2 separate regions of the Zea mays genome follow, and region 2 is linked to region 1. A link is a contact called in public Hi-C data. All regions are on one chromosome and are shown on one strand. Each heading gives the region's core, a stretch centred on a gene start, on an enhancer-like site or on the middle of the called end of the contact. The rest is flanking DNA. Distances are from core to core; before and after follow the strand shown. Region 1 holds the start of LOC103630344 (autophagy-related protein 18h). Region 2 holds the start of LOC100501929 (resistance to phytophthora 1).

Region 1 (5,921 bases), core at 1,552-4,051:
AAGGGAAAAGGTGGACTTGGACCATGAAAGACTTCCACTGCACTCCGATGAGAGGGTAACTAATTCCAAGTTCATCTCATGAAATCTTATTGCCATTTGCTCTTAATTGAAGACTTTGGTGAGGCAATGGGGTTAAAAGGCCAAAATTGATCCCGTTTTGGTGCTTGATGCCAAAGGGGGAGAAAATAAAGGCCAAAGTAATAAATGGATCAGCTACCACTTGAGAGATTTTGAAAATAGTAGAATAAAGTTTTTGTGAGTTTTTGTTTTGTCAAAAGCTTTTATTGTCTCTTATTGTCTCTATTGTCAAAAGTTGGCTTCTTGTGGGGAGAAGTGTTGATTATGGGAAATAGGGGGAGTTTTTAAAATCCTTGATCAATCTCTTTTGGAATGACTCTCTTTATGCCTCAACATGTGTGTTTGACATAGAAATAGAGATTTGAGTTTGATTTGCAAAAACAAACCAAGTGGTGGCAAAGGATGATCCATATATGCCAAAATTGAATCAAAACCAATTTGAGTTTTTATTTGAAGTGATTTTGCACTTGTTCTAGTTGCTTTATGTTGTGTTGGCATAAATCACCAAAAAGGGGGAGATTGAAAGGGAAATGTGCCCTTGGGCCATTTCTAAGTATTTTGGTGATTAAGTGTCAACACAAGTGCTTAGATGTGAACCAATGCCCATGAATGAACAAAGTGCAAATCTACAACAAAGGTATGTTTCTTAGTCTTAGTACATTGGTTTTGTGTACTAATATATTTGTCTAAGTGTTAGAAACAGATAGAAGAAGATAAGAGAAGACTTGGCTGTGTACAGCCAAGGGACTGTTTCGGTCTGGGGCACCGGACTGTCCGGTGGTGCACCGGACAGTGTCCGGTGGTGCACCGGACAGTGTCCGGTGCGCCAGGCTCCCTCGGCCGAAGAGCCCGCTCTCGGGAATTTGCTGACGGCGTACGGCTAAAATTCACCGGACTGTCCGGTGTGCACCGGACTGTCCGGTGAGTCAACGGTCGGCCGAGCCAACGGTCGGCCGCGGAATCTGCGCGCGACACGTGGTCTGGCCAACGGTCGGAAGGAAGCACCGGACTGTCCGGTGTGCACCGGACTGTCCGGTGCGCCAGATCTGCAACGGTCGGCAACGGTCGGCTGTGCTGTTTAAGGAAATAAATCGGGCACCGGACAGTGTCCGGTGTGCACCGGACTGTCCGGTGCGCCCGACGACAGAAGGCAAAGATGGCCTTCCAGATTTGTTCTCAACGGCTCCTAGCTGCCTTGGGGCTATAAAAGGGACCCCTAGGCGCATGGAGGAGAACACTAAGCAACTCTTGAGCATACTTGATCATCCACACTCAGTCTTTGCGCATCCGTTTGTGATTCTAAGTGATTCGAGCTCTGTTCTTGTGAGAAACTGTGAGATAGTCTTTGACCTCGAATCTTGGCTGTGTGTGTGCGCGTTTCGCTGTGGATTTGTGTGTGTTGCTTCCCTCCCTTACTCCGTGCTTCTTTGTGAATCTTAAGTGTAAGGGCGAGAGACTCCAATTTGTGGAGATTCCTCGCAAGTGGGATAAAGATAAGCAAGGCAAAATACTGTGGTATTCAAGTGGGTCTTTGGACCGCTTGAGAGGGGTTGATTGCAACCCTCGTCCGTTGGGACGCCACAACGTGGAGTAGGCAAGTTTTGTACTTGGCCGAACCACGGGATAAATCACCGTGTCTCCTCTGTGTTGAATTCTCTGTGATTGTCGTATTGTGCAAGATCTTCTCTTTAGCCACTTGGCAATTATTGTGCTAACCTCTAACAAGTTTTTGTGGCTATAAGTTAAGTTTTTACAGGATCACCTATTCACCCCCCCTCTAGGTGCTCTCAGGCACGGGGAGTTCAGGAGGAACAGGAGCATCCTTACTAGATACGTCCGGATATAACTCCCGAGGACGACCTCTCTTCTGCCACAACGCCTCTCGGTACATGTCTTTTATCTAATAAACGATTATAATTATCACTTGTACCTATTATGCTTTATAATAAGTTTACACAAACTAATAATCGAAATGATAATATAATAGGTGTATACAAATTATTAAACTAACAACCCAATATACAAAACGAATCAGTTGGAAATCATACCTTGGTCTACGAAGTGAACCAACTCAAATATTTGAATCCATCAAATTTTGGCGAAGTTTGAAAATGGGATGAAATGAGCTGCTCTCGGCCAGCCGCGCGGGCGTTTTTATAGGAATTCGTAGCTCGGCGCCAAGATCTGTGGCACCGAGCTACGAGGCCGCGCCGCCACCACGTCAGAGCCAGGTCAATCCTGGACGAAACTAGCCGTTGCTGCCACGTCACAGCTCGGCGCCATAGGCTGTGGCGCCGAGCTGTGTTAGCTCGGCGCCACATGCTATGTCGCCGAGCTAAGGGGCCAAAACTGTATTTAAAATTTTTTTAGGTCTAAACGTGATTTTACTTCTGTTTAAGGGCTAAAATACAAAAAAAAAATTCGGCCCGTGCGCCGCGCAGTTTTCTCGGCAGCCGCGCGCGGCTTGGAAGGCAAGCCCGGGCCGAGAGGGCGCCGAACTTCACGGGGACAGCGTATAGGAGTAGGTCGCAGCGGCGGAGGAAACCCGCTTGGCAAGGGATCTATCCCCTCGTATTCCCCTTGCGTGCAAAGCTCACTCCCCGTGCCCTCGCCACGGGCACCCGAGGAAAGCCTCGTGCACTCGCGGATAGGCAGTGGGCCCTGGGTGGAAGAGAGTTTGCTCCGGGGACGCGAAGCCGGGTGGGGAGAGGCAAACCGGGTGGGATTTCTTGGGATTATTTAAGGGCGAGGGAGGGAGATAGGCACACGAAAGCAACAGCGAGGAGAGAGAAGGGAAAAGGGTGAAGGAAGCCAGGGCCCAGGGAGTTGTTGAATTTCGGTTCTGGTCGGCGTCGGAGGGGAAGGGACGACGAGCGGCGAGGAAGAGGTGTGCGAGGGGAGGAGGGATATGGTGGCCAGCTGAGTCTGCGGATTGCGGCGGCAGCGGGGATCGGAGGCAGTGAGGGGCGGCGGCACTCGGATGGTACTGGCTTTCGCCAGCCCCGGAGGCGGCGATCGTGGATGGGCAGCGGCGGGATTGCGGGGCGGGGGTTGTAGGAGCGGTGGCGGCGGGGAAGTTGGACTCGGAGCGGGTGCTTGTGCTGGTCTCCGGGCTGGGGCAGGGAGAGGAGGTGAGGGAGCGGCGGGGAGGGATGAGGCGGGGGAAGGGGGCAAGGAATGGGTTGCTGCCGAGTTCGCTGCGGATCATATCGTCCTGCCTCAAGACGGTGACCTCCAACGCCGGCTCCGTCGCGTCCAGCGTGCGCTCGGCCGGCGCCTCCGTCGCCGCATCCATCTCCTCCCAGGCAGAGGACGAGAAGGATCAGGTCCACTGCCCCGCCCCTGCCTCCATTTCTTCAAATATCTCTTTTTTCTTATTTACGCTGCTAGTGCAGATGACTGTGGGCGCTGGGGTTTGCTAACTTCAGTGCTGTGCTTGCTTGCAATGATATACTCAATTGTAGCATTCTGCAGTAGTAGGTTTGAGTAATGCCTGGACGCACTTCCTCTATTCCATTCGATTCATCGTTCTGGTGGCAATTCCTGGCTCTTCAATTGAATTGATCATTAACCACTGCCCACTGGATAGGAAAAGTTATAAATTACTAGAATATGTTGATTGTTACCCTTGCAACCGTGTACTCAATAATGCCATTTTGCAGTAGGAGGTTGAGTAATCTAGTGAGCTAGATCTTATGTTCTTGTACTTCCGAAATTCCAGTGGCAATTAATGGAGGCAGCTTTAAGTGAGTTGACCATGAATTCAGTTTAACTAGTTAGGTTATGTTTGGAAGCATCATACTGTTTTTCACCTGTAATGACAACCTCGAAGCCGCAAGGACCAACACCGACAACTTTGCCTTTACACCAAGAGCCCATAGCTGGGGATGCTCCTCACCATGTCCGATGACACCACTGCCAACCCGCTGCTCCCGCTGTCGCTCAGCATGGCCGATGCGTCCTCCCTGGCAGGTGCCTCGGCGAGCATGTTGGTAACAGCACTGCTGCAGAAGGACGCAGAGCTGGGCGCCATTGTTGAGACGGCACTCGGGGAACCGGGCTGCGATCGCAGCTGCTGAGACAAACATGCGAGATGCACTGGAGGAGCCTGATGTTTCTCGTTTTTTTCCTGGATCTCCATTCATGTTTTTTCCCCCTGATGGTTTTAGCCCAAAACAGGTGTAGTTTTAGTGAGCTCACCGGTCATCCAAGCAGCAATTTCCATCTTAGGCTGGAAAAGAATTGTGGTCTTTAATTTACATGGGTTTTGGATAGATTGCCGTGCTTCCAAACTTGCCCTTAGAAGGTAGTAAATTGCTGGAATGGACATTTTCTCTGAAGTGAAAAGGTCGGAGAGTACAGTTTAGGTCAGTGTTCACCCATATCTTAAACATTAAGGAGTTGGTCACCTATGTTTTAGCTGTTTTATTTGAGCTAAATGACAGTTTAAATGGTCTAAATGGGCACTTAAACAGGATAAGTGTCTGATTAATGGACACGAGTAGCCATTGTGTGGCGTCTAAATAGTGTTTAAATGGGCTAAATGGCTGTTTAGTGAACAGCGAAGTCATTTGTGTAGTAGCTCAGTAGAATTCTTATGTGCTCATATTGGTCACCTATGTTATTGTTGGCAACAGTTTTTGACTTCTGGATTTTTCTTCAGTGTTCTTAAATTTTGCCTGGATAACAAAATGCTGTCTCTCCAAGTTTAGTTAATGCTTGACTCAACTCAGTTTTTCTATTAACAATTTTGATTGGAAAAATGTTTGCCACTGTCTATTTCTGCTAATTTATACACAAATTCAATCTTGTTAACCCATCTATAAACAGGTTTTGTGGGCTGGATTCGATAAACTAGAGCTTCATCCATCATCATTCAAGCATGTCCTGCTTGTTGGTTATTCAAATGGGTTTCAAGTGCTTGATGTTGAGGATGCTGCAAATGTTTGTGAATTGGTCTCAAAACATGATGGCCCAGTTACGTTTTTACAAATGCAACCCACTCCAGTCGGCTCTGAAGGCATTGAAGGATTCAGAGCATCACATCCCATGCTTCTAGTTGTTGCTGGTGATGAGACAAACGGCCTGGGTGCGATTCAAGGTGGTCGCTTAAGTGCTCTTATCAGAGACACAAACAGTGAGCATCAAGCTGTAAATTGCATTTCAACCCCAACAGTTGTCCGTTTCTACTCTTTGAAGTCTCACACCTATGTACATGTTCTTCGATTCCGGTCTGCTGTATATTTAGTTCGCTGCAGTCCTAGGATTGTTGCTGTAGCACTTGCAGCACAAGTAAGTTTCTCTCTGCACATTCATTTATATTTTGTAGTGCAAACTGGAGTTGACAAAAATGATGTTCTTGCATAGGAATTCTAAATACTCATTTTACTACATTTCAGATCTACTGCTTTGACGCTGTTACTCTTGAGAACAAGCTCAGCGTCTTGTCATATCCTTTGCAAGGTGCACCTGGGGTAAATATTGGGTATGGCCCGATGGCTGTTGGCCCCAGATGGTTAGCCTATGCCACAAATACTCCTTTATTGTCAAACACAGGCCGCCTAAGTCCACAGAACCTCACACCTTCGCCAGGAGTGAGCCCATCTACTTCTCCCAGCAGTGGAAGTTTAGTTGCTAGATATGCAATGGAGTCTAGCAAGCAGTTAGCTTCTGGTATTATTGACATGGGATATACATTTTCAAAGTACTGCCAGGAACTTCTGCCAGATGGTTCTAACTCCCCTTTGTCATCGAGCCCAGGCAGGAGATCTGGTAAAATTCTTTCCAGTGTGCATCCACTGGAAGCTGACAATGCAGGCATGGTTAGTTAAAGCCTCACTAAG
Region 2 (5,896 bases), core at 493-2,992, 240 kb before region 1:
GGAAAGTGCTCCGCCCAACAGCATGGAAACATAGCCCTGGACTTCAAAGACGGTGTACAGGGTACTTCCAGGGACAGCAGGGTTCTTTGTTTTCGTGGACGCCCTTGGTGCAAAGGTTGCCGCAGTCTTCTGAACTACCTGTTGTTCAACAATGAACCATAACTACAATCAGTATTCAGTATAAGGAATTACAACTGTGTTGCACCCATATAAAATCGGTTGATCCAATGGTGAGTAAAATTGGTTGATTCAATGGTGAGTTTTGTTAGCTGTATTAGTAGTGAAGAGTGACCGTTTTTTTTAAATGTTCTAAACTACGTAATACGTACTGCGTAAAAAAAGAAAGACAAATCTAGACTGATAGTAAATCATATACACCAATTATTCCTTTGCCTACAAATTGCAAGGTAGCTCTTGTCGCGTAAGTTCATAGAATTTAGCCAAGAAAAAAAAAAGACTGATAAACCAAGGGAACAAAGGAAGCAAAGGAACCTTCTTGAGCTCCTTCTCAATCTTGGGGTCAACAGGGGGCGGCTGCTTCCGGTTGGATGACTCATCAGCCGAAGCGCCTGCCTCTGTGCCGCCGCCCTCCTCCCGTTCCAAGGTGTCTCCCACGGTAGACGGCTCAGCCGCCGCAGCACCGGACCCTGAACCGTTGTAGCTTGCGCGCGGGAGACTGAGGCGCCATTTGCTCTGTAACAACCAAAATCTTAACTTGTGATTTAAGAAAAATCTTTAGAGAAAATAATAATAATAATAATAATCAAAATCAAAATAAATACCTTTGATAAATAATTGAACTTTAGAATTCATCCTTTCTAAAGTAAATAATCATAATAGAATAATGTTAGCTAAATTATAATAGAATAATGTTAGCTATAGCTATAGCGCGCGCTTTCTGTTTCACAACTCACAAGGACGCGCTGACGAACGTACGTTGCTCGCTTTGCTTGTGTGTGTGTGTGTGTGTGTGTTTAGGCTTTACTAGCGTTGTTGTAGTTGAGAGTAGCTAGTGTCTTGCTTGTGAGCGAGCGAGTGGCGTCCCGATCGGACGCTGGAGTTAGTTCTTCTCTCTCCTACTGACCACTGACTGGATGGGTCGCCTGTTAGACGATGGGATAGATAGCAGCACGGCCGGCGACACAGCTTCCGCAAATCCGCGGGCGCGCGGCCGTCCGTCTCCGCTAAGCTAGCTAGTACCCGGTCACGGCGTTCGCGGGAGAGGCAGAGCACCGTCCACCGTGCGTCCATGTGGCGCGGGGGTGGCAGCTGCTGCAGCCTGCAGAAACCACAAGGAGAGCGCACGGATGGCTTGGCTGTCGTTTATTTATGTGTTTCCTGTCCGTTAATTTTCATCTCAGCAGTCACAGCAACATACATGTATCCGGCCAATCAAAAATGTTCCCGGCTATTGCTGGCTGCCTCGCGAATTCAGTTTCTAAGGGCTGCAAGGGATACCTTTTTGGTCGTCTGTATCGACGCGGCGTCAACGACGGCCCTCAGCGGCGAGCACTGCTGGCCCCGTCCCGCGCCGGAGTCGGAGCGGATGACGCCGGCGGCTTTGGCGCGCGGGGGCCTCGGCGCCGCGACCGTTCGGCGGGCGAAGGAGGTCGCTTCCCTGTCCCTGCTGCATTTGGAGCCCGGTTTCTGGACGCAGATGGCCCTGGAAACCGCCGCCGCCATCCTTCCGAGGGGGGGTTCGGCGAAAAGGTTGTCTTTACTCTTATACCATCCGTGTGGCGCGACGGGGTTCACACGCGCCCCTATCGCAGCGGCTGGTCACCTTATCCAGGACGTCTCCAGGCCTGTGGCTCCGGACGACGAGGCTCCTGACGCAATTCCTATCCGTTACCCGCACCATATAACTATAAGACACCACATAAGTTGTCTTTATCTGAGTTGCTGTTTGATTGTATACTCAAGATGCGTAGCATTAGCAGATGCAAAAAAAGTGATTTTAGCTGCATCCGGAGATACACTCAAAATAGACATATCCAGCCGGCCTCGCCTGTGTGCACATGCCCACCCAATCATTTTTATTAAAACGTTGTTTAAGCGCCGTTTAAACGACAAAACGTGATTTAGAGTTAAAACGTCTTGGTGTTTTAACAAAATGGTGTAGAACTTCCGTTAACATTGCTTAAGCGTCCTCGACACGTTTTAAAGTGTTTTACATGCGTTTAATACGTTCTACTCGTTTATGGGCTTTTCTTGAGCCAAAAAAAAATAGAAAACCCTATGTCATCCAGCGGTAAACGCCAGCATCCAGCTAGTGCCACATCCTCCATCCACCATCCTCTAACAGCCAGTGCCCTGCCTCTCCTCTCCTCTCCTCTGCCCCCTCCTCCCTCCACCATCCTCCAGCAGCCAGCGTCCATCCGAGGTTCAGGTTTCCAGTAGCCAACGCCTAGCCCATGTTCATGTTTTTAGTGACAATGAGGCACCTAGGTTCAAATTTAGACATTGACAGTGAGACACCTAGGTTCAAATTCAGAGAGTGCCAGTTGCTCCATTTAGTCATTTGGTGAGAAATCTGGTCATATGAGAATATGAGACCAATGTTTTAGGCTCTTGTCGGCGTTCCGAGACCGGGGGGTCCCTAAGCCGACGAGTGAGTGTGCCGCGTGCCCCAGCCCAGATGGGTCGAGCGCGTGGGCGAGCGCGAAGGGGGGAAGCGAGGTGGCCGGAGACGGGCATGAGAGAGGTGGGAATCCCGTGGCCTTCGTGTTCGTCCCGCGCCCAGGTCGGGTGCGCTTGCAGTAGGGGGTTACAAGCGTCCACACGGGTGAGGGAAGCGAGCGGCCCCAAGAGAGCGCCTGCCCCGTCCTCGTCCCCGTGCGGCCAACCTTCTCTAAGAAGGCCCTGGTCCTTCCTTTTATAGGCGTAAGGAGAGGATCCAGGTGTACAATGGGGGTGTAGCAGAGTGCTACGTGTCTAGCGGGGGAGAGCTAGCGCCCTAAGTACATGCCAATGTGGCAGCCGGAGAGATCTTGGCACCCTGCTGGTGTGGTGTCGTGGCTGTCGGAGGAGCAACGGAGCCTGGCGGAGGGACAGCTGTCGGAGCGGTTGGGTCCTTGCTGACGTCCCCCTACTTCCGTAAGGGAGCTGAGAGCCGCCGTCGTCACTGGGCTAGCGGGGCGCCATCATTGCCTATCTGGCGGAGCTAGCCAGATGGGACACCGGTCTTGTTCTCTGCGGCCCGAGTCGGCTCGGGGTAGGGTGATGATGGCGCTTCCTGTTGACGTGGCGGGCCTGTGCCCTAGGTCGGGCGACGTGGAGGCTCCTCCGAAGCCGGGGTCGAGTCTGTCTTCCATGGCCGAGCCCGAGCCCGAGCTCCTGGGTCGGGCGAGGCGGAGGTTGTTCGGTAGAGGCCAGGGCGGAGTCCGAGCCCTGGGGTCGGGCGAAGCGGAGTTCGTCGTCTTCTGGGGCTGAGCCCGAGTCCGAGCCCTGGGTCGGGCGGAGCGGAGTTCGTCGTCTTCTGGGGCTGAGCCCGAGTCCGAGCCCTGGGTCGGGCGGAGCGGAGTTCGCCATCTTCCGGGGCCTTAGCCCGAGTCCGAGCCCTGGGTCGGGCGGAGCGGAGTTCGCCATCTTCCGGGGCCTTAGCCCGAGTCCGAGCCCTGGGTCGGGCGGAGCGGAGTTCGTCGTCTTCCGGGGCCTAGCCCGAGTCCGAGCCCTGGGTCGGGCGGAGCGGAGTTCGCCGTCTTCCGGGGCCTAGCCCGAGTCCGAGCCCTGGGTCGGGCGGAGCGGAGTTCGCCGTCTTCCGGGGCCTTAGCCCGAGTCCGAGCCCTGGGTCGGGCGAAGCGGAGTTTCCTATGGCGCCTTTGGCAAGGCCTGACTGCCTGTCAGTCTCACTCTGTCAAGTGGCACTGCAGTCGGAGTGGCGCAAGCGGCGCTGTCCTCCTGTCAGACCGGTCAGTGGAGCGGCGAAGTGACGGCGGTCACTTCGGCTCTGCCGGGGGCCGCGCGTCAGGATAAAGGTGTCAGTCTACCTTTGCGTTAAATGCTCCTGCGACTCGGTCGGTCGGCGCGGCGATTTAGTCAGGGCTGCTTCTTAGCGAAGGCAAGGCCTCGGGCGAGCCGGAGATGTGTCCGTCGTAAAAAGGGGGGCCTCGGGCGAGACGGAAACCCCTCGGGGTCGGCTGCCCTTGCCCGAGGCTAGGCTCGGGCGAGGCGTGATCGAGTCGCTCGTATGGACTGATCCCTGACTTAATCGCACCCATCAGGCCTCTGCAGCTTTATGCTGATGGGGGTTACCAGCTGAGAATTAGGCGTCTTGAGGGTACCCCTAATTATGGTCCCCGACAGTAGCCCCCGAGCCTCGAAGGGAGTGTTAGCACTCGCTTGGAGGCTTTCCTCGCACTTTTTTGCAAGGGGACCAGTCTTTCTCGGTTGCATTTTGTTCCGGTGGGTGCGCGCGAGCGCACCCGCCGGGTGTAGCCCCCGAGGCCTCGGAGGAGTGGTTTCACTCCTTCGAGGTCTTAACGCCTTGCGTAATGCTTCGGCTGGTCTGGTGGTTCCCTCATGCGAACTGGCCGTAGCCCGGGAGCACGGTCGGGGCCCAAGTTCTCGGGCTGGTATGTTGACGCTGTCAACGGTTCGGCCGGAGCCGGGTTTGCGAGAGCAGCCCCCGAGCCTCCGCACAGGGCGAGAGGGCGATCAGGGACAGACTCGGCTTTTTTTACATACGCCCCTACGTCGCCTTTCCGCAAGGAGGAGGGGGGAGAGCGCCATGTTACCCTCGATGGGCACCGAACATGGTGTCTCCGGTGAGCTGCAAGCGGGTAATCCGAGTGGACGTCCGTGCCCCGTTCGTTGGGGGTCGGCTAGGGGCCCAGAGGCACGCCCAAAAGTACCTGCGGGTGATCTGCCGGACCCGGTCCCTTGGCGACGGGGTCCGAGGGCTCGATGCCTCCCTCCGATGGGATTCCGTTACAAGATCGCTCCCGCTGGTCTCGGAAATGTCCTAGGGTACCTCGGGAGCGCAGCCCGAGCCTTGGTTATGTATCGAACGTACCCCTGGTCATCCCTCGCTCGGCGTCTGAGGCGACTGTGAACCCTTCGGGGGCCAGCCTTCGAACCCCTGATCAGTAATGGGCGTGGAGCCCGAGTAGCCTGAGGCGGCCGTGGAACCCTTCGGGGGGCCGGCCTTCGAACCTCTGACTAGTAGTGGGTGTAGGGCCCACGCGATCTGAGGCGGCTGTTGAACCCTTCGGGGGGCAGCCTTCGAACCCCTGATCAGTAAGGAGGCTCGGAGCCTGGCTCCTTCACGGGGAAGGATCCTTTTCGGGGTATCCCCCTTTCCCGGTCCCTATCGCAAGAGATAGAGAAAAGAGGAAAAAGGGAAAAGGATACGAAACCGAACGACGCGGCGTACCTTTTTCGGCGCGGTTGTTTCGGCGAAGGCGAAGCGTCGCCCGTTGCTCCTGCCAGAAGTGCCGCCTGTCCAGTCGCGGAGTTAATGCGACGGGGCGAGTAGTTGGCGGGGCTGCCGTTGCGCGTGCGCGAGCCGTTCGAGGAGCGGCCGTTTCGCTTCGCGTCTTTTAATCCCGCGTCCGGTCCGGGCGGAACGTTGGAACCGTCTTCGCCTTGGTCTTTATATACCCCGGAGAGGGTCCGGTGACGGTTCTTTGCTCCGCTTCCTGCCTGCCCCTTAGGTTTTCGCAACCCGAGAGATCTAGCCAGAGAAGAGAGAACCGCCCTTCCTGCCCTTCGCGTCGCCATCCCCTTTAGCTTGGTGATGGCTGAGCGGGTGACTATCATTCCGCCGCGTGATCCATGGCCCCTTTCCACGGTGACGGCGAGCGACCTGGAAGATCTGGTCGGCGAGGGTTTGCTCCGTCCCCTCACCAATAAGCAGCGACCGAAATGGATTCCTCCCGCAGGTGAAGCCGCTCCG

What was found. A called contact is a pair of places that touch in the nucleus more often than the background predicts.
Region 2: a contact with region 1 is called in a Hi-C map of leaf, with 9 times the contacts expected there. The contact joins the promoter of LOC100501929 here to the promoter of LOC103630344 in region 1. A contact is called at or near these places in 3 of 25 Hi-C or Micro-C datasets (ear, leaf and tassel).

What each region holds. Positions count from the first base shown.
Region 1 is chr6:156,780,257-156,786,177 of Zm-B73-REFERENCE-NAM-5.0, reverse strand. It overlaps LOC103630344 (autophagy-related protein 18h), which reads left to right and starts at 2,801. Exons shown (of 9, transcript XM_008651404.4): 1 at 2,801-3,404; 2 at 4,909-5,370; 3 at 5,478-5,900. The coding sequence starts at 3,231.
Region 2 is chr6:157,022,703-157,028,598 of Zm-B73-REFERENCE-NAM-5.0, reverse strand. It overlaps LOC100501929 (resistance to phytophthora 1), which reads right to left and starts at 1,742. Exons shown (of 6, transcript NM_001196567.2): 1 at 1,459-1,742; 2 at 493-693; 3 at 1-138. The coding sequence starts at 1,683.